Regions from separate parts of the Oryctolagus cuniculus genome. Here region 1 is linked to region 2. A link is a contact called in public Hi-C data. All regions are on one chromosome and are shown on one strand. The core of a region is the stretch at or near the end of the contact, and the rest is flanking DNA. Distances in the headings are between cores, read along the strand shown.

Evidence for each region. Hi-C and Micro-C count contacts between places; a contact is called where the count stands out from the background.
Region 1: a Hi-C map of psoas muscle shows a contact between it and region 2, with 2.4 times the contacts expected there. The contact joins the enhancer-like site here to the promoter of ZCCHC2 in region 2. A contact is called at or near these places in 4 of 6 Hi-C or Micro-C datasets (embryonic fibroblasts, liver, psoas muscle and 1 more).

Annotation. Positions count from the first base shown.
Region 1 is chr10:16,119,924-16,124,946 of mOryCun1.1, reverse strand. No RefSeq gene overlaps it. Among named protein-coding and RNA genes, the nearest start is that of ZCCHC2, 69 kb to the right of the region's middle. Within about 2 kb of position 3,621, at least 4 of the 8 cell types and tissues checked have an H3K27ac peak or open chromatin away from gene starts, as enhancers often do.
Region 2 is chr10:16,051,331-16,056,351 of mOryCun1.1, reverse strand. ZCCHC2 (zinc finger CCHC-type containing 2) reads left to right here and starts at 2,765. Exons shown (of 11, transcript XM_070050075.1): 1 at 2,765-3,858. The coding sequence starts at 2,887.

The sequences.
Region 1 (5,023 bases), core at 2,372-4,871, 68 kb before region 2:
AAACAGGCTTCTTGCAGGGGCTGGCTCCTGGCCTTGGGTTTCCCATCACAGAATCTCTCTTTGCTCTTGACTATGTCTGGATTCTCTTGCCTACGTGGTACAGGTTCCGTGAGTTGAAATTGCTTTGGCAGGAAAAGAAAGGTGATTATGGGAACTCCGGGCTAAGTAACAGAGCTGTCTTCCACCCGGTGGGGATGGAGCCTCTGGCAGAGAGATGCCAGGGGCTCCTGGAGGTGGGGCCCTCACCAGAGACGGGGCCCCTGATGTCTATTGGCAGGCTTTGAGCAAGCTTGGCTGAGCCACCTGGTTGAGACAGGACAGGACTTCACTGCGATTTTAGGCTGTAGAATTCCTTGTCATACACAAAGAACTGCTTTATCTCGGTGTGCAGTGAAGTGAGCCTACTCCCCGTGGGAAAGGAGGGAAGTAGGTAGGTGTTGCGCCTCCTTCTTCCTTGTCGGCTAAGCTGTCTTGACTTAGCCTGGATCTCCCAGGGTGTGAGCTGACTGCCGTGGGCGCCCGGCCAGGTCCCCCCACTGCTGTGAGTGCTGGCTGCCATAGACTTAGAACCACTATGCTGGAGAACTGCCCTGGTGGACAGGAGTGCCCTGCTGGGGGTTCCACCCACCCTTGGAAACAGTCTGTCCCTGCAGGCTGCTGGCTGGGGGCAAATGCCAGGGCTACAGCAGCGCAGGCCCCTGTGGCAAGTTGGGACCACTCCCGGGTGCAGTCTGTGTTCGGGGCTCTGGTCAGTCTCCAGCCGAGGCTACAAGACTGCATCCTGGCTCCGCTGTCTCCACACTCTCCTTCCCAGGGCACTGCCTCCTTAGTAACTGAGGTTCACAGAGTGCCCCCCCCCCCCGCCACCTGAGGCCATCATTAGTCTAACGAGAACTGTGATGCCTGTGATGGTGCTGCAGGTGCATGGGTGGCTGCTCCGGCTTCAGCGCTGGCTTTGCTGTGATGCCCTTGAACCTTGAAGAAAGAGGGATTTTCTTTAAGTTGAGCAACCTTAGGTCCCAGTAACTCCTTGGAGACTTTTGCGGAAGAGGTGGTGTGACCTAGAAAAAATATCACAGCCTCTCATGGCATTTAGGGATGGAGGCCTCATTCACCCACTGATGAACCATGCACTTAAGGTTTAGCCCAGCTGTGCTGGGGGTGGGGTCGCATCTGCCCTTCTTAGTGAGAAAGTGCCACTGCACCCAGTGGGCAGCTTCCTCTGAGAAGGGTGCTGAGCGCTGACCAAGGCGGCCAACTCTGGGCCACAGCACAGCATCTGAAGGAGGGCTTTGTCACCAGCGCCCAAGCTCGAGACAGTTGTAACAACTTTGATGGATAATGGGGACTATTTGCACATAATTACTAAAATATCGATTGCACACTCAGCAGCGAAACCTGATAACAGCCGCAGAAGACTCACTGCTGTCACTGTTTAGCATGGTCCTGCAATAAGAGGGCGGGATTTAGTAGGAAGTTCAATGCATTGAGCATCACATTGTTTGATTGTGGCTTGGCCAGTGACCTCCAGGAGCTCCTGGCGAAGGCATGAAAGAATAGCCTAGTACACCATGAGTGGAGAGCCAGGTAGGTACAGGAGCTGTGAGGGTGCTTGCGAGATGCATTTTACAAGTAAATTCTAAGTTGAATCCGCAGCCACCGGGTGCAGGTGAGCTCCTCCAGGGTGACTGAGCTCTTGTTCATCTTCTGTGACCCTACAGAGCCTCTCCAACTGGTGCCCATATGGGATGTTGGTGCCTCAGGCCAGGGCACCCACTGCACCATAGCGCCGGTCCCCCAGGTCTTTTTTTTTTTTTTTTTTTAAGATTTATTTTATTTATTTGAAAGGCAGAGTTGCAGAGAGCAAGAAGTAGAAAGAGATGGTGAGCACTGTGTGACAGTGCTCCTACCACTGATTCATTCTCCAAATGCCTGCAGTGGCCAGGGCTGGGCCAGGTTGGAGCTGGGAGCGGAAACTCAGTCCACGTCTCCCAAGTGGGTGGGAACCAGTACCTGCGCTTCCCAGGATGCACGTTAGCAGGCAGCTGGAATCAGGAAGTGGAGTCAGGACTCAGACCTAAGCCCTCCGATACGGGATGTGAGCATCTCAAACCACGTCTTCAATGATAAGCCAAGGGGCCAGCGCTGTGGCATAATGGATAAAGCCACCGCCTGCCGTGCCGGCATCCCTTATGGGCGCCAGTTTGGGTCCCGGCTGCTCTGATTCCAATCCAGCTCTCTGCTAATGGCCTAGGAAAGCAGTGGAGGATGGCCCAAATCTTTGGGCCCCTGCACCCACATGGGAGACCTGGAAGAAGCTCCTGGCTCCTGGCTTCAGATCAGCACATTACCGGCCGTTGCAGCTAACTGGGGAGTGAACTAGCAGATGGAAGACCTCTTTCTCTTTCTCTCTCTCCCTCTCCTCTCTCTGTGTAACTCTGACTTTCAAATAAATAAATAAATCTTAAAAAAAATGATAAGCCAAATGCTTGCTTCACTATGAACTTTTTTAAAACAAAGATTGATTTATTTATTTGAAAGTCAGAGTTACACAGAGAAGGAGATGCAGAGAGATAAAGAGATATTCCATCCTCTGGTTCACTCTCCAATTGGCCGCAACGGCCAGAGTCGCACAGGTCTGAAGCCAGGAGCCAGGAGCTTCCTCTGGGTCTTCCCAGGTGGGTGGCAGGGGCCCAAGAACATGGGCCATCTTCTGCTGCTCTTCCAAGCACATAAACAGGGAGCCAGATCAAAGTGGAGCAGCCAGGACTCAACCCAGCGCCCGTATGGGATGCTGGTGTCACGGGCGATGGCTTTACCGGCTACACCACAACGCCAGCCCCATTGCTTTACATTTTGAGTCTAGGTATTACCGGAGGGAGCGGGGACTAATTTTGTTGTTCATTTTCTTGCCGAGTCTCACCCATCATGGCTTGCAGCTTTTCCATGTTCCTTGATTCTGAACTCATTTCATTGATCTGAATTTGTGGGGACCTCGAGGGCCTCAGAGCAGGAAGCTTTTGTCCAGCGAGGACTTGGGTTTGCTTAGGCTGAGGACCAGAGGAGGCTGTCCCAGCCGGGGGCGGGATTCTCCACTCCCGCGCCCCTCCCCCGTTGCCTCCCGCGATGAATGCAGTGCTGTGGGCGCAGCCTCGCCCACCCAGCACCTCGGAGCCGGTGCCAGCCGCGGTTTGCCGTGGCTGGGCCGGCGTCCCGGAGGCCTGTTTGTTTGTGCTAGTATTCATTACCGATTGGCTCTCCTCCAGCTGCCGCCAGGACACGGTTATTTATATCAAGTCGGAGAAGCCCGGGAGAGCTTTGCCGTGATAACTCACATCCTCCGAATGCCTGTCGTCCCAGAGGACTTTACACGTGGTGTCCTCGCAGGAAGCCCTTCCCTGCTGACCCGGGGACTCCTGGCTTCCCTGGGAAGTGGCAGCTGCTGGCCCTCTGCTTGGCTGATAAGGACTGTGCATGCAGATTGGCTGCCCTGGCCCGCAAAACACGCAGGGGACCTTGCCCGGAGAGGTCGTGACAGCTGAGTCACAGAGCCCTGCGTCTCGATGGCCGTGCTGGGCGACAGAGGAGGGACTGCCGGGAGAAGAGCCAGGGCGCGGGGTCACTGCTCGGAAGTGACCCGCGGTCCCGCTGCCGGCGGCTCCGTGAGCGCTGCAGCTCGCAGGCTGATGTGGCGTCGCCCCCTCGGAGTGACTTCCTGTCATCAGGGTCGCCTTTGGGTTATCCTTCACGGCTCTCACTTTCTCACTCCATACGGCTGGGTTCTGGTGTTCTGGCCCCGGTGTAACTCAGTTAACAAATCAGCAGGCACAGGGGTCCGTCAAGAAATGAGACCAGCTCCGGGGGAACTCCGGCTGGGCTGGGAGAGGGTCGATAATCGTCTTATATGAAATCGAACAAATTATTGGCACGTTTATCCTCTTGTCGGGGCTTGCTACGAGAGCATCAGACGCGTGATTTGGGAAAAGGGGCCAAAGAGAAAATTGGCGGCTCCCCTGGCCAATTTTGTGCTGAAAATAAGTTTGCAAATCAAATTTACTTATTCATTGCACTATCAAATGACTGGGCAGAGCAGCGGCTGCCGGAAGTCTGAAGCCTCTCCCCATCCTGTAGCAGCAGCTTCAGCCAGGGGAATATCAACATTGCACTCCCCGGCCAGTGTGCAAAGGCACTGGGTGAAGTGAGGTGGCCAGCGTGGGCGGCAAGTTGCAGAACCGTGGTTTTGAAACACCCACGGTGCCTGGATTCCAGGCCCTGAAGATGGAAGGCTAATCAGTGCTCTCCGTACATCCGGAGTTATCCCGCGGCCGACCCCTAAGAGCGCTGCTGCCGACGGTGGCTTTCGCCTAAATGCAGCACCTGCCAGTGTCTTGTGGTGGGGGAAGGGCTTCCCTTGGCTGCAGAAGGCTCCTGTCTCACTGCCCCGAGGCCCGTCGGAAGCAATACTGCACACGCTGGCTGTGGTGCTATCTCTGTTTCTGAGGACGGTAAGACAGGAAGCAGTCTGGGAGCTTCTCAGACTCCGCAGAGAAATGGTCCTGGGAGAGCAGCAGCTCCTGCCCCGGAGCAAGCGGGATCCCTCGCGTGGAGCCTGCTTTTCTTCACAGGTCAACATTTGAAGGCACATGTTTATTTGATTTTTTATTATGATATTAAAAATCAGACATTTTTAACAAGTCAAAACCTTTGCAATCTGTCATTCCTGTTTCTTGTGCTCAAGCTTTCGATGCCCCACTTCTCTTCTCAGTGACCGGCCATTGACCTTGCTTCCTCTTTCCTAGACAAGAAAATAGAAGGCATCGGAACTTCTTGGCAGTCCCATCCCCCATCCTTGCGCTTCCCCCACGCAGGACTGCTTCCCCTCCACACACACGTCCTGCCCGCTCCCACCCTCCTGGGAAACACGGCTCCTGTGATTATCTGCTCTCTCCTCTGCACTGGGCGACTCCCGTGAGTGTACAACCATGCCGTCAGATTTCCCTCCTTAAACACCACTACGCGGGGC
Region 2 (5,021 bases), core at 1,516-4,015:
GGAGGAGAATACCTGTCTAGGCAGTCTTAATTGGAATTATGAGGGGCAGCTATTTGGGATCATGGTTAAGATATTGTAAGGACACCTACATCCCAGCTGCTCTCTCAATCTCAGCTTCCTGTGAATGCATGCCTTGGGAAGCACCACATGGGGTCCCTGCCACCCATGTGGAAGACCTGGACTGAGTTCCTGGCTCCTGCATTTGGTCTGACCCGACCCAGCCCAGCTGTTGTGGGCGTTTGGGGGAGTGAACCAGTGGATGGCAGCTCTCTCTCTCTCTCTTGACTCTCAAGAAAAAGTTAATAAAATATAAAAAGGTAAATGACTAAGAAGAAGTATCAGGGCAGTTTTTCTAACACATACACCTCACCCTGGAATTTCCAATGGCCCTTGTCTTAGGCAGAAATGCATCACTCTCACTTTTGATAGGGCGGAAGAAACACTGAAGCCTGGTTAAAGAGCTGCCTCGAAGACAGAAAGTCCTGAAACAACCCACGGAGGGGATAGAGAGCAAACTGCCCAACTGATGAGAACCCGAATCATTAAACCACTGTACATATTATTTATGTGTACAAGTTTTTATTATTGCATTTAAAATTTATTTTTGTTTGAAAGATGGAGAGAGAGAGAGAGATCCTCCCTCTACTGGTTGCTTCCCCAAAAGCCAAAGCCAAGAGCCGAAACCCAGTCTCAAGTGGGTGGCAGGGACCCAACTACTTGAGCAGCCATCTGCTGCCTCCCAGGGTGCACACCGGCAGGAAGCTGGAACCAGGAGCGCAGCTAGGACTTGAGCTCAGGCATTCCAGCATGGCCCGCAGGCCTTTGAACTGGTGTGCCAAGTGCCTGCTGCAATCACTGCATTTTGAATGTTGGCCAAAGTTAAAAGGACAAAAGTCATCATTATTGATTGCAAATCTGCTTTTGATATAAAATTCATGGGTTGAGTATTGTGGAATGTTCATACCAAATGGCTTCTTGTTGCCAAGGAAAATGGGGAAAAAGAAAGAGAGGTAAAGCATTGGCTCCACAAAACAAAGCACCCCTGTGTAGACAGGCGGCTACCTGGACCTGTGCACACCGAGCATGGTAGGTGTGCTTACTGGTTGCCCAAAGTAGTCCACCTAAAGCTTTAGAAATGTAGAAATGGGAAGACCACAGCAAAAGAGTTTAGGGCCGTGGAGGTTGACAGCAGGAAGGGGCAGCATCATGAGTAAGTCTTCCAATGCCTTCTCAATGGTAAATTACACCCAAAGAATACAGGGGAGTGACCAGTCACATGCAACATGGCATTCGTGTATTTTACCAAACCAAAATGTGAACAGAATTCTCCATCTGCCCTTTTTATTGCTGATACGGATTTAGGATTCACTTCAGGTTTTTTTTTTTTTTCCGAATTATAATTCTCTGCGGGCATCAAATTGTGAGATACATAGAAGGTTCAGCACGTGCTGAACACATGTCTGAACACCCTGGGAAAGAGTCCTGTTTTCCTATGCACTCCCACTCTATTACTGTAGGACTTAACTTACATTAATTTTTAAAAACCCACCTTTTCTGTTAACCTTCAAAAAACCCCGCTTTGTTTTAAAAAAAAAAAAATATATATATATATATATATATATATATATATATAAAAGCAACAGTGCAAGAGCCAGACATTTTTTGGGGGGTCTTTAAACAACTTAAAAAAAAAAAGTTTGAAGCCTGTCAAGGTGGTAGCTTATTAAACCTGAAGTAACAGGCAATTTGCAACCGGAACAAGGATTCCAAACGTTCGTTATTTCGCAGAGATGATCCCCCAAAGATGAAGGCGTTAGGGGGGCTTTTCCCGAAACACTCGCGGGTAGTTTTCCAAGAGCGAACCGTTAGGCCGGGACCCGCCGTCCGCGCGTTCTCGCCGCACCTGCGGGCCGCGTGCCCACCTGCGCCCCCACAGCCGCGACCGCTGCCCCGGGCGCGCGCTCCTCCGGGCGACCTTCCGAAGTTTTACCGGGTAGGAGCCGCCTGGCGGACCTCCGGAAGGCCCACCCGCGGCGCGGGACCTGAAGGAGCGCAGCCCGAGGTCAGGGCCCGCACTTCGGCGACGTCGCCGCTCCCCGACACCGTCGCGCAGGCGGCCAGGACGGCGCGGGCCCAGGTGCGGCGGCCCACGCCACGACCGGCAGAGCAGAGGAGGCCAGCAGTCAGAGCCCAGCCGGCGCCCGGCGAAAGGCCACCTCGCCGGCTTCCCGCCTCTCCCCGGGGGCCCGCTCACCTCGCCGCCGCCACCCCACGAGCCCAGCCCGCGCGTCCTCCCAGCTCGTGAGGGAGCCCAGACCTCTAGGACCGCGAGGAAGCCCCACAGAGGGAGGCGGCCGGGCAGCAGTTGGGCGTGGCCTCCCTGCGAGAGGCGGTCCCTGGGGGCGGGGAGGGCTACGTAACCGTCAGCTCCGGGCGCTGATAGGCTGAGGCGCGGTGCGCGGAACCGCCAGCCTCTCCGCCCCGCCGGGCCGCTCCTCCTCCTCCTCTCGCAGCCGCTCGGTCCTCACCGGCTCGTGAGGAAACCGCTCAGGAGCCGCCGCCCCAGCCCGGTGCGGACGACTGAGAGAGGGAGGCGGAAGGAGGACTCGCTCGCTCACTCGCTCTCACCCGCACCCGAGCTCCCGGAGCCGGCGCGGAGCCCAGGGGGAGGAGCCGCCGCGGGCACGCCCCGCCTCCGGCCCGGGAAGACGACGCCAGCGACCCCGCCGGCCGGCCGCCGCCCCCCTCGCCGGCCGAGACCCACCCCCGGCCCCGGCCCCGGCCCTCCCCCGGCGGCATGGAGGGGCCCCGCTCCTGACGGCCGCGCCGCCGCCTCGGCCCCTCCCGCCCGCCCCCGCTCGCATGTCCGCGCCGCCCTAGCCGAGGATGCTGAGGATGAAGCTGCCGCTGAAGCCGACGCACCCAACGGAGCCGCCGCCCGGGGCGGAGGAGCCTGAGGCGGACGCGCGGCCGGGCGCGAAGGCACCGCCGCGCCGCCGCCGCGACTGCCGCCCGCCGCCGCCGCCGCCTGCCGCGGGCCCACCGCGGGGCCCCCCGCCGCCGCCACCGCCGCCGCCGCCACCGCCACCGCCGCCGCCGCCGCCGCCCCGGGGGCTCGGGCCGCCTGTTGCTGGCGGCTCGGCGGTGGCGGGGACGGGCATGCCGGGCGGCGGCGGGGGGCCGGCGGCGGCGCTGCGCGAGCAGGAGCGGGTGTACGAGTGGTTCGGGCTGGTGCTGGGCTCGGCGCAGCGCCTGGAGTTCATGTGCGGGCTGCTGGACCTGTGCAACCCGCTGGAGCTGCGCTTCCTCGGCTCGTGCCTGGAGGACCTGGCGCGCAAGGACTACCACTACCTGCGCGACTCGGAGGCCAAGGCCAACGGCCTCTCGGACCCGGGGCCGCTGGCCGACTTCCGAGAGCCCGCCGTGCGCTCGCGCCTCATCGTCTACCTGGCGCTGCTGGGCTCGGAGAACCGGGAGGCCGCCGGCCGTCTGCACCGCCTGCTGCCCCAAGTGGACTCGGTGCTCAAGAGCCTGCGCACCGCCCGGGGCGAGGGCTCGCGGGGCGGCGCGGAGGACGAGCCCCGCGGGGCGGACGGCGACGGGGAGCAGGACGCCGACAAGGACGGCTCTGGCCCGGAAGGCGGCGGCGGCGCCGAGTCCCGGTCCGGTGGCGGGCTCGGCCTCAGGGCCCAGGAGGAACTGCTGCTGCTCTTTACCATGGCTTCGCTGCACCCGGCTTTCTCCTTCCACCAGCGGGTCACCCTGCGGGAGCACCTGGAGAGACTCCGCACCGCGCTCCGCGGCGGCCCGGACGAGGCGGAGGTGGAGCCGTGCAACTTTGCCGGCTCCAGGACCCAGGTAAGCGCGCTCCGGGCCGGGCGGCGGGCTCGGCCCGGCTTCGGGGCCCTGGACGACCCGTGCTGCTCTTCACCATGGCTTCGCCTCCGCCGCCTTGCTGGTTTCCCCAGCGACTCGTGGTGCGGGCCGTGCCTCGGCGGCCTCGCTCTCGGACGCCCCCGGGCCGAGCTGCAGCCCCGCACAGGTGGCTCGGAATCCCTGGCCCCGGAGTACTCCTCTCGGGTTTGCTGGGCCACCCAGTTCTCCCCCCCCCCCCCCCCCCCGCCCCGGCGGTGCACACACCGCCACCCGCCATCACAGAAGGCTCTAGAAGTCTTCCGGGCCGGAGTTGCCATGGAGGACTGGGGGCTCCCAGCTCGGGGGCCCCTCTCGGAGGAAGGGTCTCGGGACGTGCTGGGCTCTGAGCATCTCTTGGCACCAGGTGCGGACGCCCAGGAGGCTCTGGGCAAGGCGCAGCCTCGCCCCGGCAGAGCCTTGGCCTTGCGGCGCACCGGCTCTGCCTCGCCCTGGTCCCCCACGTGTGCCGAGCCGAGGGGGTCGTGTTCGGAGAACTTGTGCTCCCTGGAGAAATCTGCCGTGCAGACCCGGGAATCGAGTTGAGGGGAGTGGTGAAGCGGGCAGTCTGGGTGAGGAAAGCCCTTCAGGGCGGCCTGGTCGCGCCCTCCTGCGCTGGCTGTGGGGTTTGGTGTATGCCTGCAGATGGGGGTGGGGGTGTCTGTTGGGCCCTGCTGCTGTAGGCAGTGATGCTCTCTCCAAGGGCTTCGGACACCCCGGAACGCGGTAGAATCCAGACGAGCCACTTGTCGCAGACATTAAATAGAGGCGATGAATTTTTATAGTCACGAAAGCAAACGAGTAATAAATGGCCGAGGCCCTGAAGGCCCTTGGGAGGCGACAGCTGAGCGGAGAAGCGGGCAGCCTGTTTGAGCGGGTTCCTTGTCGTGGCCCGGTGGTGTTGAAAGGTGCCGATTCGGATGCCTCGCTTTCCACCTAGGTGATGCCGGGATGCTGCAGTGGGAGAGGGATTCTCCCCTTCCTCGTGCGGCGCCTCTTCGTCTGCAGTACGCGAGAACGGACGTTGAGCCGTGCGTGTCACTAACGGCTGTGTGGGCTCAAAACCCATGGGGTCGGTGTGTTCGGGGGCTGGGATAATACAGACGGAG